Linked DNA regions of Sus scrofa: region 2 is linked to region 1. Evidence: chromatin contacts called from public HiChIP or PLAC-seq data. All regions are on one chromosome and are shown on one strand. Each heading gives the region's core, a stretch centred on a gene start, on an enhancer-like site or on the middle of the called end of the contact. The rest is flanking DNA. Distances are from core to core; before and after follow the strand shown.

Region 1 (2,760 bases), core at 232-2,731:
CTGCCCCTTCAAACATAAAAGTGTATATTGCTATGAAATCTTACCAACAATTTCCTTTCGGTTAATTTTTCTTCTTTAACAAGACTTGCCCTTTTCTAGCATCACTAAAACCATTTCTGAAATTGTAGCTGGATTATTTTTGAGCTTCAACTACGATCTTAAAATATTAGGAAGTCATCCTGATGAATCCTAAAAGAGAAGATCCCTCCCTCTTTTTCCAGACTCCTTGAGAGGCCAACGCCTTCCTCAAATATCTGATGCAAAAACTCAAAGATAGCAAGGGAAGATGAGCCGATGGAAGCTGGCTGGCTGGGTCTTAGCTGAGGTGTTTGGTAGGCACTCCCATTAACAAGGAGCACTTTTTATCCTAGGAGTCAAACTCAAGGAAGTTCATTTTGTTGTTGTTTTTTAATAAAGTCCTGTCTATTGCTTTTCAGGACTCTGCCTCTTTCAGAAGCTCATGTCCCTCCAGCCAGCTTCTTAGCTCCATCTGGTCTGACACTGCACTTATTAGGTCTCCAAGCTTTGCCTTTGTCCCAATTCTGCTCCTTTAAAAATTTCCTCATTCTATACAATTCACCATGAGGAAATCCAACTAGTCAACCAACACAGGAGAAAATGCTGCTCAAAGGTAAATTAAATATAGATATTGTTTCATCATCCATGAAACTTACAGAGTCAAGACTAGGTTCATTATATTATAGGTAGAAGTATACATTGTTTCTGGAAAGTCATCCTTCAAAATGTACTAGATCCTCTGACCCATTCATTTCCCCTATGAGGAAATTTAAGGGGAAATCCTATTTATGAGGGTTGGGAGCAATGAAAAATGAGCTGGACTCTTAATGGGCAAAGGTGTCTATCTCAGCACTTTTAAATGAAAACCAAAAAAAAAAAAAAAAAAAAGCTGGAAATAATCTAAATGTTCAGGTTCAAGAGGATGATTAAATAAATGACAATGTTTCTATTTCATATATTATGCTATCATAAAATGATACTTTAAAAGAAAATGAACAAACATATATATAGTGTGTGGTTATAGCTGTGGGAAAAAAATAACTATGTGTTGGGGTAGGAAGTCATGTTGACACTGCTTATGACTGAGTGACAGAACTGCGAAGGATTTTTTTTTTTCTTTTTTCTACTCCTGTGTACTTTGAAAATATTCTTTCCTAAGCAAGCATTACTTTTTAATGAAATAACACTAGAAATACCTGCTTCTTTTACAAACATGTTCTTATCTTCACTAAGACAAATCTCAAAGTATAATTTCTACTGGGTAACCTTAGTGATATTGTTTTAATAGCAGCCTTTAAGAAGCAATGTATCAACAACAAGAACAACAACAACAAAAAACGGAGGCACCGATAGTGAAATTTCAGGCTGTCGGATGAGACTTTGAGACTAGGTACACCCCCTGGGCTGCCTTAATCAGGCCACAGGTCCGTCCTTTGGCCTTGTGCCCTGACAGACAGACATATAGTGAAGAAACACAACCTTTCAATAGTTGCAGCACATACTCTTGCAAAAGAGGAACAAGAGTCAGACAGTCATGTCCCAAACATCAGCTTGGGGAAGCTGCATGTGGCCATGGGGGCCAGGAGCCCTGGCCTCCTATCTCTGGACCTTCTTGTCCCTTAAAAGAATCAAGTGCTCTTCATAGGACTTTGAGAAGAACTTTCTATGAAGAAGGATTTGGCAGATAGAAAGCGTCCAGCGATGGCTTGTGGTCTTTGGATGGCCTGAATTCATGTTTCAACCACAGCCATTCACAGGCCCGTGCACATCTCTATCACCATAGCTTTTCTCATCAACTCCTGGGCAAGCCAAACAAGTGTTCCCACCAGCACTGCAGCAAAAGCTGTTTTCATGTATAGTGTGCTGTTATTACTAAACCACCCCTGCAGAACTCAGCATCCTTCATCAGGTTTTCATCCCCTCTCTCCCAGGCCTCCTCTCATACTAAGCACCCTAAGGACTGAAGACAGCACACTCTAATGGGGGACCCACATATAAACACATGAAAAAGTGCAAATCAAAGTTAATGTGGCCTGAGTGCCACCGTGTCAACGGAGTGACCGGAAAGTAGGGGAGCAAATGAGGGGCCAGGCCTTTGATAAGCTTAAGAGCAAGGGAGACAAAGGGACTGACAGAAAAAAGGAAGGGAGGGAGGCATTTTAGTCATAAAAGTCAAGTAAATCCAAAGGCTACATGGGCTTTTTAATTTCATTATCTCTGTTCTGGATTATCTGCAGGTCTGCTGGGCTCAAATATACCTAAAGCAACTGCCAGAGTATTCATGACAGAAATGAAGGCTGCTGACTTTTAAATGCTCTTAGGCCTTAATCTCATTTGCTTTTCTTTCAAGTACCTAATGATCACAGAAGTCTTTATCAGGACTCCGTGGGGGTGGGTCTGTGCTGCCTAGATCTTCAGAGCAACAGAATTGGCTGGGATTGCTTTCTCAGGCTACACCCTACCCAAGCAAAGACAGTCCATCTCCCTCTAGGATGGTCTCAGTGGGGCTTCTTGCTGGCCTGCTATTCAGGGCTGAGGAGGAGGGAGCACCAGGCCAGCCGGCCTCCAAAGCCTTTGTTCTTCTTAGAGTCAAGATAACATGGGCAGAGCGGGCCTGAGGGCTAAGAGGTTTCCAGCTCCAGTTAGTGCACTGGGGGGAATCGCAGGAGGTCACAGCTCACAGGGCCCCATTCCTCCTCTGTAAAATGAGTACTGGCCTTCGGAACCCCTGAGGTCCTTAGA
Region 2 (2,700 bases), core at 134-2,633, 110 kb before region 1:
AAAACATTAAAGTTTGCTAAACACACCCACAGTGTCTAGTTTTTAAACAAAAATTACTAGGTATGCAAAGAAGCAGAAAATGTGATTCAGGAAGATGGACAGTTAAACAGAAACCGACTCCAAATGAGTCTAAATGCTGGATTTAGCAATGACTCCAAACCAACTATTTAAATACTTTTGGAGAAGTAAAGAAAAACTTGCCAAAGAAATGGGCATAAGAAACAGCAAACTTGAAACTGGTAATAAAAATGATCACATCTGAAGAACAGAAAGAGGATCATTTAAACACAATGAACAGTGTTTCAGAGCCTGAGGTCAAACAGAAGGGTAAATGAAATTCCAGAAAGAGAGAAAGAGAAAGAGGCAGAAAAATTACCTGAAGAAATAATGGTTGAAAACTTCCCAACTCTTTTGAAAAGCATAATTTTGCTAATCTAAAAACGTTCAGTAAACACAAGCAGGATAAATGCAAAGAAACCTATACTTGGCTGGGTAAGTTAGACTCAAACTTCTGATAATCAAAGATAATGAGAAAAATTTGAAAGCAGCCAGAAAATAAACAGCAAATTAGATACAGGGAAACAATGACAAGATAATGGCTGACTTATTATCAGAATCAATGGGGGTCAGAAGCTGAAGAAATGACATATTTGAAGTGTTGATAAAAGATCTGCATATTAAAAATTTGATAGCTGATGAAGCCTTCCTCCAAAGGTAAAAGGGAAACAGACATTTTCAGATAAACAAAACACTGAGATTATCTGTTGCCAGTAGCAAACAAATCCAAACAAAAAACTCCCCCCACCTCCCCATGAAAAAAACCCCAATACTCAGTGAACAAGATAGGCCAACTATACTATGCCATGTTATTAATTTTTATTAATTTTTTGGCTGTGCCTATGGCATGAAGAAGTTCCTAGGCTAGGGATCAAACCCATGTCACAGCAGTGACCCGTGCAATAGAAGTGGCAATGCCAGATCTTAACTGTTAGGCCACCAGGGAACTTCACTATGCCATTTTATATAAGGGACCTGAGCACCCTCAGATTTCTGTGTCTGAGGGGGTTCCTGAAACATATCCCCCTCAGATACCAAGAGCTGACTGCATAGCATTGTAAAGTTCCTATATTATACCTGAATAGAATAAGTCTAAGTAGTCTGCAATCCTAAGAGAAACTACATATTATATCTAGACACCTAGGTTATATAAAATAATATATAAAGTACACATTCATATAATAATACAGGAAGGAGAAAAAGAGGAACAGAAGACAGTATGATCTTCATTGGTATAGCAGTTCCTCTGTCCCCACGTCACACAAGGGTGAAGAACAGTGACCTGGGTGGATGCTGCTCATGTGGTTGGTTTGTATCACTATCAAGGAAACCTTTGTCTTTTAAAAGAGCTGTTAATTAACTTGCCCAACTCTTGCTTCGGGAGGGGCCATTATTATCTTGGACAGCACAAAACCACAAAACTGTACAGAACAGAACTGATCACTTGTCTGACTGGTCCGACTCAACAATTCCATGCCTGGTTATTTACCCTAAGAGAACTAAATACACAATGTGTCCACATAAAGACTTGAGCTTTCATAAACAGCTTCATCTAATGATCACCAAATATTGGGAATAATACAACTCTCCATAAACAGGAGAATGGATAAACCATATACTCATAAAAGAAAATACTACTTAACAATAAGAAGGAATGAACAGAATAAATGAATGAACCTCAAACACTCTGCTGTGTGAAAGAAAGGAAACAGAAAAGAGCATTTACTCTATGAGTTCCTTTGCATAAAATTCTAGAAAAAGCAAATGTCATCTATAGGGATAGCAACTTATTAGCGGTTGTTGGGGGCAGAGGCGGGGAGTGGTGATTGCAAATGTCACAAGAAAAGTTTTGTGGGTGATGAAATGCTGTAACCTTGATTGTGGTGGTTACAAAATACATACATTTGTCAAGATTTGTTGAAATTTACACTTAAAGTGGGCACATTTTTGACTTTAAATTATATCTCAAAGAAGATGAAAAGCAAAAAAAATAATGGGAAAAAGCACATGATTTCATTGTTGTCTCTTTGAAAATGAGAATTGAACACCATATAAAGTGTTTATTTACACTATTCAGTTTTTTCCAATTAATACAGTTTCTTTTATAGTAATAAAAAAGTAACTATATAACTTTATTAAAAATAAGACTCAAAGATTATTTTATTTATTAAAATTATTTAAAAATTCACTATCTAGAGAAAAGCACACCTGAGAGTATTTCATTGCTCCTACACTAATGCTTAGAAAACTGACAATTTCCTAAATATGCAAAAATACTTATTGGAGTGAGAGAGGACATGAGAAAAAAATACTTGATTTTCTAGCTCTTAGATTAACATATTCAACTGAAAGTTAAACAATGTTAGAATCTTAAACTTACTAGACTTGTTAAAGTGACATGGTTCAGAGAAACCCTTGTAATAAAGCTTTGTGGTAATTACTTATTGATTGTTCACCAGCATATTTATTCCTTGATAACTTAATTGAAGAAAGTTTTACCTTTAGTTCAGGGGCAAAGAATCTGATTAACTTCATTCTAACCCTAGTGGTATTTCATGTGCTTACAATGAATGCAAAGCGTTGGTCAATAAAAATGATCACATTCTTGGAAATATCATTGATATTGTGGTATTAACTTAGGAT

The links. HiChIP or PLAC-seq counts read pairs in DNA pulled down with a chosen protein or histone mark.
Region 2: an H3K27ac HiChIP or PLAC-seq map of alveolar macrophages shows a contact between it and region 1. The contact joins two enhancer-like sites.

What each region holds. Positions count from the first base shown.
Region 1 is chr1:42,737,837-42,740,596 of Sscrofa11.1, reverse strand. All of the region lies in intron 1 of MAN1A1 (mannosidase alpha class 1A member 1), which reads right to left. Among named protein-coding and RNA genes, the nearest start is that of MAN1A1, 9.0 kb to the right of the region's middle. Within about 2 kb of position 1,481, at least 12 of the 83 cell types and tissues checked have an H3K27ac peak or open chromatin away from gene starts, as enhancers often do. A contact at or near this core is called in alveolar macrophages, where this site is marked.
Region 2 is chr1:42,846,469-42,849,168 of Sscrofa11.1, reverse strand. All of the region lies in intron 5 of MAN1A1 (mannosidase alpha class 1A member 1), which reads right to left. Among named protein-coding and RNA genes, the nearest start is that of MAN1A1, 120 kb to the right of the region's middle. Within about 2 kb of position 1,383, at least 5 of the 83 cell types and tissues checked have an H3K27ac peak or open chromatin away from gene starts, as enhancers often do. A contact at or near this core is called in alveolar macrophages, where this site is marked.